Regions from separate parts of the Pelodiscus sinensis genome. Here region 2 is linked to region 1. Evidence: chromatin contacts called from public Hi-C data. All regions are on one chromosome and are shown on one strand. Each heading gives the region's core, a stretch centred on a gene start, on an enhancer-like site or on the middle of the called end of the contact. The rest is flanking DNA. Distances are from core to core; before and after follow the strand shown. Region 1 holds the start of COMMD9 (COMM domain containing 9). Region 2 holds the start of TRAF6 (TNF receptor associated factor 6).

Evidence for each region. A called contact is a pair of places that touch in the nucleus more often than the background predicts.
Region 2: a Hi-C map of an unstated tissue shows a contact between it and region 1, with 7 times the contacts expected there. The contact joins the promoter of TRAF6 here to the promoter of COMMD9 in region 1. A contact is called at or near these places in 3 of 5 Hi-C or Micro-C datasets (blood, liver and an unstated tissue).

Annotation. Positions count from the first base shown.
Region 1 is chr4:76,461,879-76,466,973 of ASM4963464v1, forward strand. COMMD9 (COMM domain containing 9) reads right to left here and starts at 3,149. Exons shown (of 7, transcript XM_075927501.1): 1 at 3,031-3,149. The region is part of intron 1 of LOC142829161 (a long non-coding RNA gene); the gene reads left to right.
Region 2 is chr4:76,618,573-76,623,667 of ASM4963464v1, forward strand. TRAF6 (TNF receptor associated factor 6) reads right to left here and starts at 2,559. Exons shown (of 7, transcript XM_075927505.1): 1 at 2,410-2,559.

The sequences.
Region 1 (5,095 bases), core at 1,899-4,398:
ACAAATAAGACCACTTGACAGTTGCCTTTGAATGTGTATTGATTTTAAGATCCTTGTGGGCATGAAAACAAGGCTTTTGTATTTAGCATCTTGACACAGCCTTCTCATTATTGTAATACAGACTCATTGATTAGTGTTGAATGAGTCAGGAAAGCTTCCCTATTGATTAATGCTGCTGACTGATCATTCTTGCCTTGAGAGCTCCCATACCCCTTAATTTTTCCCACCACTTTTGTGGCTATTGGTGCAGCCCCAGTGATTACTGCAATAGTGGGAGTGTCAATAGAAGATACATGCCCTTGACATGTTAAGCATTGTGGACCTGATTTTTTTCTTGCCCTACCAACTTGTGTGGTCATTTATACAGTGCAGAATGGGTGAAAAATTCAACTAAGTGTGATAGACTGCTGGCTAAACCAGAGCTCTGCCACTACAGCCTGGCTCAAAAGGCCAGTTTCAGACAGCTGAGCAAGCCCAGGCCTAAAGGGCTAATGGAAGCAACTATGGGCCTCGTTAGCCAGAGGGCTATATAAGGCAGCCAGAGGGGAAGTGAAAGAGGGAGGAGCCAGGTGACTGAGTGTGCAGCCAAGCCAGAAGGTGCTAGGAAAACCAGCTCTCTGTAAACGGATGGTGGTGGTAAATTGGTACTGATGACTGCACAAGAAAGGGTCACCAGTTGGTTTGTGACCCAAGAAGGGGTCCCAAGGCAAGGGGCCTGGGTGAGGACCTTGCCATATAAGTCTGAGTGGTAGAATTGTCTTCCTACTTTGCACTGCTATAAATGAGTAAACCAAGGTGCAGGGTAATGGAGACCTGGGCTCTGTGTTGACAAGACATGTTTTTATCTATAGTTTATGCCCCATCGCTAATCATTAAACATATCTCATCCTAACAACCTTTCTACTCTCCTTTTTGAGTTCACAGAGAAGGACCTGGATTGTGGTTCTATTTAGGGTATATAAGCTATGCAGCTTTTTAGTGACAAGGCAGTTTCAACACAGCCCCACTGCTGCCTTAGACTGGTATTAAAACAGTCTAACGGTAAAGCCATGTCTTCAATAGATGGAAGAGTAATGCTGTTGCAATCAATCTTCTGGAGTTCGATTCAGCTAGTCTAGTTCAGACTTGCTAAATCAAACCCAGAGGGCACCCCTGCCAGCTGCCAGTACTGTTGCTTGTGCAAGGAGTAAAGGAATCCGAAGGGACCATTTACTCCCATTGTAATACAGACTATAGCATCCTCCTGCTATGGGGATGGCAGGGAAACATGAAACAAGATATGTCTACTCCAGCTACGTAACTAACGTTGCTGGAGTTGTGTATCTTGTTTTGACGTTCCGTATGAGTGTATACCTGGCCTAAGTCTCAGTCATGCCTTCTGCAATGGCATTGGAATGGTTCCTTTCCCCACCTATACTGTCAGTTAATTTGTCATCAAGGCCATTTGTGGAAAGCCCATTTTGGAACCCATTGTTGTCACGAGATCAGTTTCCCAGAGTAGACAGAGCCAAAGAGACATTCTGATCCTTTCAGAACCCTGGATTACAACCTTCAGCATTAGAATTGAGTGAAACTTCAAGAGGCTGGGGGGAATATAGTGAATTCTATAAAAACAAACTGGTTTGTTCTGCTTTCATTACAAAGGCTTGTCATATCACAGCCTTTTGCATTTGTCTGCAGCCACTGGACACAAACCAAGATATGTGGCAGCATAGCCTATAAATATAAAGTCCTGTGATAGTCTGCTGATTCTTTTGCCTCCTTTCCTCTCTCCCAACCCATGGACCCCCATTATTTATTATCCATTGCACCTCCCCTCTTTAACCACTAGGTGTCACCAAGCATCACAACAAAAGCCCATTTAAATGCTGGTTCTTCCTAAGAAGCAACCGGGAATGTCCCATGCAGTTAAAGAAGGGCCAAAGAGTGAAACTCCATGGTGTTATTCGCTAAAGCTGTGGTGTCCAACACACTAGCCAAATGTGGCTATTTGGCCGGTTGAGTATGGCTAGTTTGCTTACAAACTGGTTGGACACCACGGTCCTAAAGCAAGCTGTGGAATATACCTTCTGCAATACTGCATTCTTAGTATCAATAGCGGATAAATTCATACAGCAGTGCAGACCATGTGTTGAATTAGGGGTGCTGCCTGACCCAGTTTTCAATCACTTTATCCTATTTTGTCTGTTTTTGTAATAAATGTAGCTCTGGTGAAAGGTGGCATCAAGGGCTATAGAAGAGCAAGTATATCATTTCCTCCCACCAACAAACAAATAAATTCAATCCTAACCTCCAGGGGAGAGTAGGTAATTCAGAGTCTGAGTTCATTTTATCCTTGACTTCCCCTCTCAGATTGCCCCCCCAGGCACTAAGTGAACACCTGACATTGCAATAGCTTCATGGCTAGTGATCAGAACATGGAGTTCCACCTGCTCACTTTGCATGGGTCTCCAAACACCAACATAAAATCTCTTCTTTGCCAGTGACCTAGCCTAGATTTAAACAGGGTAATCTAAATGCTGAGATGAAATGATCCATATCCCATTAACAATCAACTCCTTGAATCATCCAATCCCTTGTTGTTGCTGCTATTTTTAATTATTTAAAAGTATTACTACTTAAAGCTTAATCTTACACTCTTTGGGGCACAAACTGTCTTTTTGTTCTGGGTTTATATAGTGACTAACACTATGAAATTCTGATCCATGACTGGAGCTCCTACACTCTACAGTTTTGCAAATAATAAAGCACATGGTAAAGCTTCCATTCACTTATTTTTTTAAAAAACTTATTTTTTTATTTCATATAAAATTTAAAGACATAAAACAAAGCATATGTGCAAGAAGGAAATGCCATCTAAATTACAAAATTCAATGTTCATTATTTATAACACTTGGAAAAATAAAGCAAAACTTCACCAAACAAAAAATCCTGGACCCACAGAGGTCATGCAGGGCATAAGTTAAGCAACTAAGTAGCTACATACATGAAAGCATAACCTCTGACAATCAGAGACTATTATACACTAACCTGCAGAAGCATGTAATCATTTCACGTGTGATCAGACGCACTCATCTTTTACCAAGTGTTTCTAGTGGAGAGACATATTTTCCATTAATGAAGTAGTAGACAACTTGCTGTGGTAGTCTGGGTCTGAGGGAGGAACTGCAAAGTTCCATTTTATATAAAAAAAAAAAAAATGGGGGGGAGGGTACTAAAAGAGTTACAATCCATTTCTCAATGTTAACTAGTAATAACAGCTCATTCAGCAACCCAAAAATACACAAGCTTGGAGAAGGAAACTTAAGGTTTTTGAGCGTGCACTGACTATGGTGTTCCTGAAGAATGTGCATTTTTAGTCGGGTTTAGAGGATGTGTGAAAGGCTGGCATGTGGTTGTTTGTATCTCTAGCATTCATTGTGTTGTTAATCTAGCTTTAAACAAATGTTCTGGAATCCAGTAGTAACTGAAAGAACAAATCTCTTTCACATTAAGGTTCCGTCTATACTGTTTGTTTTTTGCAGAAGAGGAAATGCTCATTTGCAAATCTCGCACTCTCATTCGCATATTCTCTTCTGATCCTTTTTGCGGAAGAGGTTTTTGCAAAAAAAAAACCCATAGTGTAGACTGGGCCATTTTTTAGAAAAAAAAAACCCTTTTTCTTTTAGTTTAGATGGAGCCTAAGCCAGATATCTTCCAGGTTTCTGTTATAATAATAAGGCTAAGTTCTTTTCCCCATTTGTCTTTGATACGGAGATTTGAGAGGATAATGCAAAGCATTGAGCCACTTACACATAATTCCTACAAGATGACTTTTGTGTTCCCACATTTCTTTATGAGTTCTTCTAGAGGTGAGGGTTGAAACAGATCCATTGTTCGTTACCCTTTCATAGCCTTTGAAAGAAGGAACTGTGAGATGGTAGTAGTAGCTGATATTTGTTACACATGTAATTGAAGGAGACCAGTCTACCATTATATCTTTAATTTTTGTTATCCTTTTTATATCCACATATTTTAAGCAAGAAGTTGGCCTTCACTCTGATGCACTGGTTACCCCATAGAGGTATGAGAAAAAAAATAGTAAAGACTGGATGTTGTAACAAACAGGTCTTAACACATTGTACAGTGTCCCATATAGATACAAAGATTTGATTGGATTTTCTCTTAAGAGTGTGGGTAACCTCTTAAAGTATATTCCATAGAAATTACACGATAAACCTATTTATTCCAGTAAAAACAAGGGAGAGACCTTGAAAGACAGTAGTCTAACGATACAAAATCATACTTGGGCGGATACTCAATTTGGCTAGTTTTGTTCTCTTCTGTAAGGATAGAAGTGGCAGACAACCCTCCACCCCCTTTCTATATTTCAAAATTTCTTTTAATCGACTATATCTTTAAGAGCATCTGACTGTGGGTTTGGTCTCCAGTCATCTGAAGAAGTGGGCTGTGCCCTCAAAAGCTCATGATACCATCTACATGTTTTGTTAGTCTTTAAAGTGCTACCAGACCATTTGTTGTTTTTTAAGTTTCTCCTGTACAGACTAACTCGGCTACTCCCTGAAGCTTTCCTCCTAAACAGTAAGAGCTAGGATCACCAACTTTGGTATAGAGCTTCCTCTTATCACAACTTAAAGCTAGGTGGGGGGTTTGGTGGTGCCAGGACAATGGGATGTGCCTAGAATGGGAGTGCTTCTCATAAAATCATACAGAAAAGAAACAGAATCACCAGGAAGGTGAAAGGGACCACCTTCCTCTCCCCATCTCCTCTGGATTGCTCTAGCCCCAAGTCTCCAACACACACCCTGGCACCCTTTAGGGAGGAAAAAATTAACAATTCCTTTTTACAAGAAATCTGAAATAAACATTAACTTAATATAATAATACTGTAATTTTCCAATAATTTAAATAAAGCATGTACATTTTTCTTTTATTTTCAAAAACATTTTTGAGTGAATGGTCCAAGTAATGCCGGGTAAATGTACGATTATGGATTGAATCTCTCTCGTCTGGCACCCTCGGGATTTGACCGGGGCCAAACCAGAGAATTTGCCAAACCACGGGAGGTAAATATTGTCTAGCAGCATTACTAACA
Region 2 (5,095 bases), core at 1,309-3,808, 160 kb after region 1:
TGGCATTCAAAGCCATTTTTCCTAATTGGCCACTTGAGACCAGGAAGAAGCCTACATGAGCCAAGGGGTATAAAGAGGGATATAGTAGCCCACCCCATTTGAGCTCCAATTATCTATAGCTGCTGGCAGGTATTGATTGTCTCCCGAGGTCTGTGGGACGCCCAACATCGCCCTACTTCTTCCCGAGGGATTGAGAGAAAGACGCTGGCCACGCCAAGTCTGGAATGCAGGGGTGAGAATATATACTTGCTAGGTATCTATTTGCATGCATTTAATAAGAGCTCAGAGAACCAAAAGGGTTTCATGGTACCTATAAGTGACTTCTTAGTGTAATTTCTGTCCTGTCCTTTGTAGTGGCTGTGTTATCTGTAACACAGCAGCAGCATTTAACAACTAAGTTTACCCTGTAACAATAAAATAGTAACTGTTTAAGCTTTAACCTGACTCCTTCAGTTGCTGTAACAGAACCAAGCACAATTTAAAAGAACTTCAGCCGGTCACAAGGGACTCACTGCCCTGACTGTTGGCTGACAGCTGTGAAGCGCTAAACATTTGTCAGAGACATACCTAGCCTCTGACAAGGTGGCTTCATTCTTAATCACTTTTAATATGTGTTATGAACACCTTACGTGTCTATGAATTACAGACTATCACTTAATAGGGGGAAGGTGTCCAGTCATCTTAAACAGTGACTGTCAAATCAGGTTAGATTGCAATCTGATCAGGTTTTCAGCTTTCTTGCCTCAAATCTAGAGTCATAATTACCTTGTTTAAAGCAGACTATATTAAATGAAACTAGAGTTATTGCACCCATACCTCTTATTCCTCTCCATCTGTGTAATAAGTTAAGACATTTATACTAGGTAGTGTTTCCTTTCCCCTCCCCACACCACCAATATTAATCCTCGCATCAAACACTGAGAACTGCAAACTCGCATGTGGTCAGACTCTTTTTGAATACTGATCCCATGAATGTCAGAAAAATACTAACCCTGTATTAAAGCCTGGTCATAGTTTAACAGATGAAAAGATAGAGAGAAAGCTCAAAAGAGAATCTACCACCAGTTTCTATTCTCAAAGCACCAAACAAGTGCAGAATACTCATTTTAAAAGCCAACATTGGCATTAGAAAACTAATAGAAGGCAACAGTGATCAGCTTCAAGTGAGAAAATACACAGTATCTATCCCATGAATTTACCCCAAATAAAAACCCTTCAAGCTACTGTATTTAGTAAGGAAAGTAAATACATTTTGATACAATTATCAAATACCTGTAATCAAGCAACTACCATTCTTGAAAGCAAGTTACATGCTCCCTCAGATCTCATTTCTAAAAGCACTTAAAGCAGCTATTATCTCCATTTCACTGACAGGAAAATGGAAACAGATGGAGATCAAGTGATCTGTCCAAGACTATACAAGGATTCTGACAGAATTCGATTTAGAACTCAAGGATTTTTACAGCTAGTTCTTCACTCAAGCCATTAGAGTGCATGAAAAGAAGTCCATCTGGATATCTGGGAAAAGGATCTACTAATCAGAAATATTCCTCTCAGGCAGAGCAATACAATCTTAATCTCATTGGGGCTTGCTCTGAAGTGCGAGAGAAGACTCTGGCTCACCACGTCTATAAACACAGATCAGACTAAGGCCTGGGTCACCATTCAAGGGAGAAAAAAAATCATATTGTTTCAGAGAAGCCAAGACCGGAGAAAGGGCCATTGGCGGTCCTCTAGTCTGACCATCTAGAGAACACAGGAGTTCCTCAAAATAATTCCTAGGGACGATCTTTCTAAACATCAAATTGTAGTTTACAGGCTGCCAGCGTGGGAGCAGGCATCCTCCCCGCGGCTGCTCATTTGTGCCCGACGATAACGAAAAGTGATGACAACTCCAGACGGGAAGGAAGTTCCGGCTGCAGCAAGTGCCAAGCTGCCGTAGCCACTGGCCCGGGGTGTCCCTCTCCCTGCCTGGCCCCCACGCTCACCCCTGGCCCCGCGCACAGGGACTCACTGGCTGCGACCGAGGCACCCGACGGCGTCTCTTCTCCAAGTTAACCAGAGCGGGCGGCTTCTCAGTGTTCATCCCCGCGGCTCGTCACCGGCCGGGATTCCCCCCGCGCCCCGCCCAAGAGGAACCCCGAGCTGCGGGCCGCGCTTAAGGACAAGCCAGCCCGGGCGAGCTCCAGCTCTCCCTCCCGCCGGCGCCCCGCGCAGGGCTCCAGCCCGGAACCCAGGCCCCCGCTCGGGAGACGCCGCGGCCCCTTTCCTAGCCGGGGAGCCCAGGCCCACACACCGCAGCGGGCGCCGGAGCTGGGAACCGAACCCGCGTCAGGGCGGGGAGCCGCCCAGGTCGCTGGGGTTGGGGGAGGCGCGGGTGGGTTCCAGGGCCCCCGCCCGAACACTCACCCTCCAGCCGAGCCGCCACCTCCAGCTGCTGCCCCAGCCACTTCCGGAGGAGGAGCGGGCGCCGCGGCCAAGAGGGACCCGGAGGGAAGAGACGTCACCACACAGCGCTCCCTGCGGCTTCCGCCGGCTCTTACCAGCCCGCGCAGTAGCAGCGCCCCGCTTGGGGCGCTAGAGGCTGCTGTGCAGGAGTCCCTGCTCTGCCTGAGCCTCCCCTTGCAGCCGGCTGCTGCCCGCCACCTGCAGCCTCTAGCGATCCCTTGTCGTTTCAGCCTAGCCAGTATAGTTGGTTTCCGGCCGGCCCATCTGCAGCTCTCTTGCCTCATTCTCCCCGTGCATCGAGGCTGAGGAGTGCAGCAGCTGGCAGGGCGCCTGCAAGGAGGTGTTTCAACCCTCATTGGAATGACACTTCACTCCCCTTTGGGCACCTGGGCCTCCCCCACTCTGTATCTCCTTTCCTCGTGCTGTAGCAGGGGGATATAAAACACTTTCTGATGAACGAATTAGCTCCTATTTTCTTTTTTAAAGGGTCGTGTGTTCACACAGAAACACCTATGCCGCTGCATGCTTACATTTCTACATGGAGTCACACAGCTGTAGGTTGCAAAAGAGACACCTGTACAAACACTTGGTTATTTTTGGCCCAATTACTTCAAACACATATATGCTTTATTTTAAGCAGATGTGCAATTCCATTGGTTTCCAAGTAATTCTTTGTAGAATGGGGCCTTTGGTGCACAACGATGGTCATTGTGCACAGGAATCTGAATAGAAAAGTGCTCCTGCTTTTTATAGTAATGTTCTAAAAGTGTGTTGTGACCTTAGTATGAAATATTCTATGTAAAGGTATGTGTTACAGTGGTCAGTGCTTCTATTCTCATCCGACCACATAGCTAACATATTCCAATGTGATTAACTGCCCTCTGTATTAGGTATCCCCACTGACCAAAATGTTGACAGCAATTATCTCAAGAATTTGTGAACACTTCCTTTTGAAAGTACTTTTTTGCAGCTATATTTTTTGGGTGGGCAACTGGGAAATTCCTTTTCACTGTAGTTTTTGTGAGTAGGCTCCCCTTTCCCGCCCCCAGACTTTCACTCCTGCAGTACAAATGGTTCAGCTCCACCAGTACTAGGAAGAGTCTTCCAAGAAATTAAGAAATCACCTGATAAGTATTTTATACTAGGAAGAGGAAAGTGATACCATAGACAAGGCGCTTGTTGGTTCACCACAGTATTATCTAACCTTGTTTAAGAGTGCTTGGTTGAATGAAAATGTTCTGTTTAGAATTACTCCCGCGTCTTGTTTATATGTCAACAGTGCCATCTTGCGGTAGATTCATAAAGTTGCCTTGCCACTTCAGGAAGGGGGAATGCAAGTGAGAATTAGTAATAGCTCTGCTTAGGAAACCCTAAATTATCTTTTATGTTTGCAAAACCAGAGGAGTATATTCAGTTTTCTAGGCGGAGAGGTTATTTTTAGAAGCTATCATTTTTCATTAATCTCCTCTTGCTTTGGAATTAATATCATGTGCATTTTATATATTGCCTCAAACTGTGTATAGGATGCAAACGCTACAACAGTTCAGGACAAGAAGTAGAGAAGAATAGAGTGTTCAGTTGAAATTGCAGGGGGCAGTTAGGGAGCCAGAAAGGAATTAGTAGGGAGGGGAGCTCTCCATTTTCTCTCTCTCTGATCAAATACCGAACAGTAGCCATCAATATTTGTTAAATAGGGACTCCACGTCCAAAGAGTTACCAGCCTTTGGACTTCATGGGATCATCAAGATTTAGACTTTGTTATTAGCATGCACCCAAGAGGCATGTAAGGTTTCTGCATATTTCTGCCCCATTAAGGGTATCTGGTAAAACTGAAGACTGGAAAGTCTTAATCTTCCAAACAGGAGAATAAAATTTGCAAAAATGACCAAAAAGCTGCTATACATTTCAATTTCCAGCTTTCCCTTAAGAAGTTTGGCCTTGAGGAAAGGAGTTGGCTTTGTAGGTCCATAGCATAGAGGTGATCAACATTGGCAGTAAACACAAATTTCCATCCAACAGTTGTCCTTTTTGTTAACATTTGAAATTTCACTTGCATCTTTTTTGAAAATTCAAATATGGTAACGCTAGTTAAAATTTTGGATTTCAAAAATCTGCAACCAATTCAGAGATACTTTTACAACTGTGTAATTGAGTCGGAATGATTTTTTTCTCCTACTCCTTCCACTGTCAGTGGTCACAGGAGTTTAAAAATATATAAGGTAGCATCATCTATGCCCAACTTCTGGCCCTGGACCTATGAGAAGTCAATGCTTCTTTCTGATTCTGGCTCCAACTTTGGATCTGTTTGAAATTTTATGAAGTCTATATCATGAAATTTTCAGAAATATCAGCTTTGATTCTAAGGCTCAGTACAGACCCATTTTCCCAAACATGTTAGTGACTTTTTATTAAAATGGTTATTGACGTTTTACACTCCCAAACCTGGGTTTCAGGGTATGCAACATTTTGAATACTATTTCAATGAAGTTTTTTATACATATTTCAACTGAAAAATGTTTGAGGAAAGTTTTGGAAAAAACAATTTAAAAAAACATTCTTTTGGATATTTTTTTAAAGAACAAGGCCGTTTTTTCAATGAAAAAAATCAATCTGAAAAACTTCTATCCAATCTACATTAAATTTGAAA